2 separate regions of the Arachis hypogaea genome follow, and region 2 is linked to region 1. The links are chromatin contacts, called in public Hi-C maps. All regions are on one chromosome and are shown on one strand. Each heading gives the region's core, a stretch centred on a gene start, on an enhancer-like site or on the middle of the called end of the contact. The rest is flanking DNA. Distances are from core to core; before and after follow the strand shown.

Region 1 (4,630 bases), core at 1,250-3,749:
TCACTTCCTCACATGATCCTTCACTCATGGACCCAACTTCTTCTACTTCAGTTGGCCCAACAGTTGTATGCTTAGTTCCAAGTCCAACACCATGACCTTTATACACAACAATTGGACCAGGTCCAGCTTCATCACCTATTTTTATAGGACCAGTAATTTGACCCAGTTGCACATCTTCTGCATCTTTTCCATTTCACCTGTCTTGTGAACAACATAAAGTTCAACCGTATCATCCTTCACCCCAATTCTTGCTATATCCATTGCATTCTTGTCATTTTTCAGCATCGTCAATCCTTCTTCTGTCCCAGCATTCACAGATTTATACCACATGGCAACGATATCCTTCTTCACATAGCACTATCTACTCACTATTTCATATACTTCAATAACTCCATTCATCTTCATCATAATAGTCTATAATGGAAGTCTCCCCACCCAAATACCTAAGAGGCCTTCCTTCAAGTCGAAACCTACCTTGATGATAAATTTTTACACTAAAATGATACATATCTTCCGTTACTTTTTCTATTACAAGTTTCAAACATTACAAAAAAAAGGTATTAAATATTTAAGGAAAAAAGTGTAAATAAAAAAATTTTGCTACCATCAAGAACTCCAAACCCTAACAATGACAATATTGCAATCACAAAAATCCTATACATTAACAGATTTACTTGCATGAACTATTCACTTGAAACGAAGATCAAACATAGATTCTACATACCTTTTCACTCTGTGCCGTTTCAACACTTGTGAAGATCAAGATGGAGCAATCTTCTCCTTCGCAGAGAAAATCGAAACCCAAACTACCTTCAATCCGTTGTCTTCCACTGTGATCAAGCTCGAAGAAGAGAGGAAAAAAAAGTGGTAGGGTTCAAAGAGTGTGAAAGATGAAGTGTTACGTTTTTTCTTCTGTCATCTGAATGAGACTGTTTTGTATGCTAAAAAAAACAATAAGCGCGAAGGGACATACGTGTCAATACACATGTTTGAGGTTAGCAACGTGTATTGTCCACGTAGGCAGTTTTGTTAGTGTTGATGACGGTAGGATAACATTGAATCAATTTTTAAACATTAGAAACATAAATATGAGAATTTAAACGTTACAGACAACTTTAAGACTTACTCCAAACGTTGGAGATAAAAATAATATTTTACTCTAAATTAAAATTTAACCATGTCAGATGTACGTCAAAATTAATTATTATTATTATAGAATATATATAAAAATACAAAATATACATTAAAAATACAAAATATACATTAAAAATAATTTAAATGACATATGTCTTTAGATATAAATGTAGTTGATTTTGGTATGTATATACATAATATATTTTAGTTATTATATTTTTTGGGGGTAACTAATTAACATTATATATTATTACGTATATATAGTACCCACGGAGAATGAAGTTATGAAATGTATATAATAATGTATTCAAATTTGTTAACATAGCACTGCTACACTAGTCAAGCATGTGGTGGCAAAAATAAAGTCAACTAGTATAGCATTGAGAAAGTTTACACACATGATACATACATACATACATACACATGCTGCGTTACATTACATGTATGGTCATTCTCATTCCCTAGTGGAATTCGAACTTAGATTCCAACTTAGACATAGAACAGTTAAAAACAAAATAATGTTCAGCTTTTGGTTTTCTCTTTTGAACGGCATCCAAAAAGAAAATGAAAACGACACCAACATAATGAAAAGGCTACCAACTTTAGTTTCCATTGTGAATGAGTCATGACTGCGACTGAGCTAACTGTCAGAAGAAGTATTGGAAGAGCATGGTCTTTCATTATTTGAGAGAAATAGAGTATAGTCTTCGGCAGAACTTATTATTATACATGCGGCTACTTCTTTGGGATGTATAATTTCTACAACTTGATTTAGTGGAACAAGTTGAGTTTCCTTTCAACGATCTAAAAAATAAATAAACAAATTGATTTAGAGTGGATGGATAAGAGGACATATTCGAGTGTTTCTACTTTCTATGAGATTTAAAGTGATGCATTTAAATTAAAATTTTTAACTTTTATTAATACCCGGGTTAGACAAAGACTAATTTGTTACGAATTTAAATTACATTTAAAGATTGAGTAGTGCTACGGAGCCAATGGCCTAAATATACAATGTGTACAATGGACTAAATCTTTGGTTTATGAATAAAATGAACATCACGAACTCTTGACCTTCCGGATCTGGAACTCTAATACCATATCCTAAAACCACTCATCCCAAAAACGTAACCTGATAGGACAATGTAACACTAATAATCATATCTCTAATACTTTCTAAACCTTTATTGTACACATTGTATGTTTAGGTCATTGGCTCTCTATACTTTCTCTTAAAGATTTGAATTACGGCATGTATAAAGTAGGATTCAAACCTCAACACTTATTTAAGTGGGTTGGTTAATACAGGTTAATTATTTGCGTGAAAATGCATGTACCTCCTTTTTTTTTTCAAGGGCATGTACGTGTGTTTTTTTAGTCATGGGCCATGTACGTACTTTAACATTTTATCCAATAGAATTTCGCCCATCGGCTTATTGATCCTTTTCTCTTTTGACTCCGGGCCTTTTCTTCTGTTTTTAATTTTAATCATAAAGCTTTTATGTTTTTTAAGGGTTTCCATTATATCCCTCAACCTACTTAAAATTCTATTTAAATACTTATAGTTAGCCAATAAATTATTATATATATAAAATAGCCAATAAATTATTACATACACAAAATAATCAATAGGACATTTACTTTTCTGCGTAGTAACTTTGAGCAACCTCGTTAAGCCAATTCTCAACAAAAAAAATATTATTTTAATTTTCACCAGTGCATTAATAATCTCACCATTCAGGCATTTATATTATAAATTAATTGAATAATAATAACAAATTTGAGAAATAGTATGTATATATATTAAAATAAAAGAGATAATAAATTTAATTTTGAATTAACAAAATATTTTTTATAAATTATATATAATAAAATTTTAAAGGAATTTATACACCAACTCTTTCATATATATAGATTACAAATTACTTCAAATATGAACTTTCAGAAACTTACCTGTGCCTGAATTAAATATTGTGAAAGTGCGTTGGGGAAAAAATCAGTTTAATTATGAACTATTAACTAGATTTTGAAGGCATTCGATTATTCAAACATGCTTAACATTTTATTTACTTTTACTTTTTACAATTCGCACCAATAAACAGAAATTTGCTAATAGCAAAAGGGTCACAGAATACCATGCTATAGAAGGCTGCAAAGAAATATTATAAATTACAATGCGATTATGTGGTATAGATGATTCTTACCGCGTTACACAGAAAGTAGTTAAGATGAGTAACTATTGATATAGAGAAAACTTCAAGAGGCAAAATAAAAAAGGGTTTATAATTACAGTACGATTGTAGATAAAGTGAAAAAGAGAGGGGGTTGAGGTTGGAGGGAGAATCCAGCATAGTATACTATACATATATGACTGAGGGACTCAGTGAAGTCTTTCCCATGATTGTCATTTACAAAAAAAAATTCAAGAAAATTCTATAATGTGAAGTCAGAAGCATACTAATTTAAGCAAGGTAATTGTATATTTGTGGGTTGTTCTTATCTCTCTCTAGATACTCCCTATCTATAAGGCTTTCTATCCTTTTCTTCAAATCAGCTGGTTTTATTGGGAATTTGAGCTGTTTCAGAAAAAAATTAGTTAGCAGTCTCAATCAGAAGTGGTCATTTGTATTTAATCGCACAACAAAAGCAAACGGGGCATTTTGATAGACATATATACCGTTTTAGTTGATAAATGAACCATTAGTTTTACCTGTTGGAAGAGTTCAGTGATAAGAAGGGTGTGACTAAGCACTTTTCTAGTCTTCATTATCCTCACAATAGCAGCATCAACCTGCAATGAACCATGTCGTTGTCACGAATGTAAATATGTTTACTACAGATGATGGAGCATAACAGACTTAACAGATGTTGTATAAAGTGTAGATGTCAATGCATGAATGATCCTAATGACTTAACATGAAACTTGGATTCTCACGGGTTTCAAAAGGCATTTATTAGTGCCCCAAACATATCCGATTGAAGATACCAGTGCACCAAACATTTAACTTCCATGAGAAGCCAAAGTAGTGCATCAGCTCAAGTGGGAAAAGGCATGGATAGAAAGAAAATAAACCTGATATTGACGGTCTTGGAAAACTCTCTCGGTGGTGCTTGTGTTCTCCTCGACTGTCTCCTTCAGCTGAATTGCATTCACCTGCGCCCCATAACATTAAAATTAGTTTGTAATTTGTAGTGTGAAAAAAGAACCATGTAATAGCTAGATCACTAAAAACTTCCTATCAAGCATTCATCAATAGGCTGAAACTCTGGCAGAATGAAAACACATAACCACGGAATAGAATCATCCGATCTGATCCCTATTTTTTATAGGCAATAGGGTGGCACCTTTATACGGTAAAGAGGAGCCATAAACGTGTCATTGAAAACAAATGAGTCATCATCCTCGACGTCTCTACCCTTGGGAATCTGCAATGCGTTCATTAAGGGAATTAGGAAATCCAAGAGATCTGATAGATCAAATTAAACATAATGGAAA
Region 2 (4,630 bases), core at 988-3,487, 190 kb before region 1:
TTCATCAATCAAGAGGAAGCTTCGGGGCCTTTGGACTATATTTGCATTGCCTTAGGATAGCTTACCCCTGGTGGTGGATAGTGTCACAAGTGGGAAACTTAAAATGAATTGAAAGTGGCATGAATGCTATATAGTAGAAAGTGGAGTTAAAGGGTATTCCTGCACTATTGAATGAGTTGAATTTAGTTTTCCGGTTCCCACCTATTAAAATGCGGATCATAACATTGCATGCTCATTGATCTTATTTATAAAGGTTCTATGTTAAACTTCAATGAAGTTGTCAACTTTTTGATAGTCACAGCTCATGTTCACCAAGCCTCCATAAGTTTCAAAATTTTGTGGTACTGAATACTCAAAAAGGGTTCTGGAACTGGAAACCACATAAAGTAGTTTTTCTTGTTGATTTTTTGCATATAACAACTTATTCCTTTGGGTGTTTTCTGCTCCTGTTGTAACATAAAGAAGGGAAGGACTGGTGGCCCATGATGAAGGTTTAAAAAATGAAAAACCTTGGGACATCCTTTTGAAAATTTGGAACAACAGTCTGTACATTAGTTTAACTTGCTAAAATAAAAGTTTGCTTGCAAATTTTCCTTTTACATCCTTTTTATGAGAGTTATGATCAATAATGACAGATGGCCGGATATGCATTTTACTTTCAGGCACGAACTTCTCCTTTTCGAAGCCCTCCATGAAGGTTTGGAAGAAGAGATGGAGAGGGATCCTCGCGTATGTGTCATGGGCGAAGATGTTGGTCATTATGGAGGATCTTACAAGGTGACTAAAGGCCTTGCTGAAAAGTACGGGGACCTCAGAGTTTTGGACACCCCTATTGCTGAAAACTCCTTCACTGGCATGGGCATTGGAGCTGCAATGACGGGTCTGAGGCCAATTGTTGAGGGTATGAACATGGGATTTTTACTCCTGGCATTTAACCAGATCTCTAATAATTGCGGCATGCTTCATTACACATCTGGAGGTCAGTTTACAATACCAATTGTCATTCGTGGGCCTGGTGGAGTAGGGCGGCAACTTGGAGCAGAGCACTCGCAGCGACTGGAATCATATTTTCAATCAATCCCTGGGATCCAAATGGTTGCTTGCTCAACCCCTTACAATGCTAAGGGATTGATGAAAGCTGCTATCCGAAGCGAGAACCCTGTGATACTTTTCGAGCATGTATTGCTTTATAACCTCAAGGAGAGAATTCCAGATGAAGAGTATGTATTATCACTCGAAGAAGCCGAGATGGTTAGGCCTGGGGAGCATATCACAATATTAACCTATTCCAGGATGAGGTATCATGTGATGCAAGCTGCCAAGACATTGGTGAACAAGGGGTATGACCCTGAAGTAATCGATATCAGGTCCTTGAAACCATTTGATCTTTACACTATTGGATGTTCAGTGAAGAAGACACATCGTGTGTTGATTGTGGAAGAATGCATGCGAACAGGCGGAATTGGCGCCAGCTTGACAGCTGCCATTACCGAGAATTTCCATGACTACTTGGATGCTCCTATAGTATGCCTATCCTCTCAGGATGTGCCAACTCCATATGCTGGAACATTGGAGGAATGGACAGTGGTTCAACCTGCTCAGATTGTCTCAGCAGTTGAGCAGCTATGCCAGTGATACCTTCATAAATACATTACCTTCCAATTAGAAATGCTTTCGGTACAGCTATTCTGCTTGTTAAATGTTAAATGTTAATTCAGCTACAAAGTGTTTATCCCAAGAATATTTGCAACTGTTGAGTCAGTCCCAGCCCAGTATTCTCAATCAGTTAATCTGCATCGTTCTATCGCCATTTTTTTGGGTAGCATTTTTGTCGAATGTACGGTGTTGCATGATTCATCAACAAAAATCAAATCGTTTCATATAAACATTGCTAGAAGCGCCGGTGAATTGAATTTAGATAACTATCAAAGCTATTTTTCTTTTTTCACTAGAAACTTTTTTGAAGACCATTTGATTTTGAGTTGCACTACAAAAAAAAAAAGGTTAAAATAATCAATGGTGAAAATGTGAACATCATATATATTGGGGTAAACTCAAATTCAGTTTTTTGGACAGCGCAAGGTCAAATGTTCAATTTGTTTTTGGTCGTGGCAAATGTTCAATGTAAACATGAGAGGATCAAAATATGTTTTGTGGACTCTTGAGGGGCCTGCAGCCTATGGGCATAGATAAAAAAGGTGGAGCTTTTGGGCCAATTCTAATACTATTTAATTTCCGTTTTTGGGACTAAAGCTGTTTTAGTTTCTAGATTTGCTTTGTTTTCATGGGATGCATATACTCGGGTACTTCATTTGTGCTTGATTCCCATAAGTTTTTCTGTTGAGGTGAAAGTGAAATTATGGAGATGGTTTCATAGAACTTTTTTATTTTTATTCCCAAAGATAAAGAGTTTAGGGTTTAGGGTTTAAAAGACATGGAACTTTATTACATAAATTTCATGTATGAAAACTCCTATACTTTTGTCCCGACACCCGACAAACCCACACGTACCTAAGGCGTTGAATGTTGGAGATAAAATGAAGGAAATCCATAATAATTTCTGAAATTCACGGAATTTTTTATAATGGTCTTCAAAATTAAATTTTTTTTTTGTAATAGTCTCTTAGATAGATCTTCGAACATCATAATCATTTTTGAGACATTTTTTATGCTGAGTCAGTTATTGGAGTGTTGATGTAGTCATTTTTATCATACTGGACATTTCTAATGACTAAGTGACGTGACGTCATTTTAATTTATACCTAGTTTAATCCTTCGCTCAATATATAATCCTAATTCTTAATGTGTATAGTGCTTATTGTATTTTTCATCTCGTGTTTTTTTTCATCTCTTTTTTCTTTATGGATGGTTAAGGTTAATATTAAGAAACTATGATAGGAGATGGCAGCACTAAGTCTAACACAAAAACAATGATACACATTAGGGTTAGTGCTATCACCTCTTATCTTTGTTTCTGAACATTAACAATCATTGATAAAAAGAAAGAGATGAAGAAGAAGAATGAGATGAAAAGCACAATAAGTACAATGCACATTAGGGATTAGGATTATATATTGAGTGAGAGATCAGATTGAGTATAAATTGAAATAATATTACATCACTTAGCCATTAATTGGGGCGTTTGGTGTGACGAAAGATAGCCACGTCAGCACTCTAACAGCTGACTCAACAAGAAAAATGACACAAAAATTATTATGATGTTCGAAATTTTATCTAAGAAAACATTATAAAAAAATTTAAATCTCAAAAATCATTATAAAAAATTTTGTGTATTTCAGAGACTATTATAAAAATTTATTAAGATAAAATGTGATAGATGATAAATTCATATCATTTTACCAATTAACTAGCGAACGAGGGTTTAAAAAAAACATGACATCATGTTTATCCTTTCATATAATAGAGTAACAGGACAAGTAGATGATTCGTAGAAAGAGAATGATGTTACTGTAGATATAAATAAATAAATAAATAAATACAACAACAGAAAAGGAGAATAAGAAAACGTTGAAGGTTAGTTATTTTTGATCCTGTATATGGATGAAAGAGAACAATATATGTATGAAAGAGAACAATTATTATATTTATGTAATAACATATTGCAGGGAAAGATGATTCATCTGATTCCAAGTGATAATAGCAGAGAGATGCTCAAACATGTCAATCAACACAATAGAATTTCGTCTCAAATATAATTTGAAATTGAATAAAATAAAATAAAATTAAAAAAGCATGAAGATTAAGATCTAAGATTCTTTTATTATTAGCTCCCAATTTTTAATTTAGTCAAATTTTTCTTTTTACTATGCAAGATGGACAAGTAAGATTCACCGAAGATACTCATCGTGGAAGTTGTGTTTTCAGTTGGAGGACGTCTTTGAATCCACTAGAACTTACTTTTAATGATAATTTGATCATTGTTGCCGAATTTTTTGTGAAGGAATCACCACATCATCATAACCAGTTAGATGATGGAACTAGTAACACTATTATTGATGATTCCTCAAAACCATGTTTTCATGTTTATGAAGATTTTGAGAACACAAACGAAAAGGGTTTTGTTCAATTGGCAGAGGAAGCTTGTCATAAGCATCCATCAGTCATTGAATGTCATAAGAACAGCAATCATAGTTCTATGTTCACCAAGTGGGGATTCATGGCATTGGGAAGAGTGTTACATTTTCTTAAGACTAAGAAGGTGAAGGATATGAATGATGAAGGTTGCAAGGAACTTCAAGTTTTATGGAAAGAAGTGAAGGCTTTTGGATTTGATGATTTGGCTTGGTTGGAGCCTCATGTTAAGTGTGCTTTGGGCATGAGGAATTATAAGGAGAGAGCTATGCATGTGAAAAAAATGAAGGAGAATGTGGCAGTTCTAGAAGTTGATCTTAAAGTGGCAAGAGAAGAATTGGTTAAAGCTAAAGAAGGTTTTGAAGAAAGAGACTTAAATGATGTGTTGGGATATTGAAGACCTACCTAGCTAGGTTGGTTTCACTTTTGTGTAGAATGTCTATAATTAAAAATATTGGTTTATAATTTTGTGAAGTATATATGGATCGTTTGGAACTTCTCTGAATTAAACTGCGAACCCAAATACTCAAATACATTT

The links. Hi-C and Micro-C count contacts between places; a contact is called where the count stands out from the background.
Region 2: a contact with region 1 is called in a Hi-C map of leaf, with 6 times the contacts expected there. The contact joins two enhancer-like sites. A contact is called at or near these places in 3 of 8 Hi-C or Micro-C datasets (all in leaf).

What each region holds. Positions count from the first base shown.
Region 1 is chr13:143,360,595-143,365,224 of arahy.Tifrunner.gnm2.J5K5, reverse strand. LOC112792523 (cullin-4) reads right to left here. Exons shown (of 17, transcript XM_025835791.3): 14 at 4,480-4,560; 15 at 4,208-4,288; 16 at 3,845-3,925; 17 at 3,279-3,710. The coding sequence ends at 3,597. Among protein-coding and RNA genes, the nearest start is that of LOC112792523, 8.6 kb to the right of the region's middle. Within about 2 kb of position 2,499, at least 1 of the 3 cell types and tissues checked has open chromatin away from gene starts, as enhancers often do.
Region 2 is chr13:143,551,193-143,555,822 of arahy.Tifrunner.gnm2.J5K5, reverse strand. LOC112792528 (pyruvate dehydrogenase E1 component subunit beta-3, chloroplastic) reads left to right here. Exons shown (of 4, transcript XM_025835798.3): 4 at 663-1,810. The coding sequence ends at 1,635. Among protein-coding and RNA genes, the nearest start is that of LOC112792528, 3.6 kb to the left of the region's middle. Within about 2 kb of position 2,237, at least 3 of the 3 cell types and tissues checked have open chromatin away from gene starts, as enhancers often do.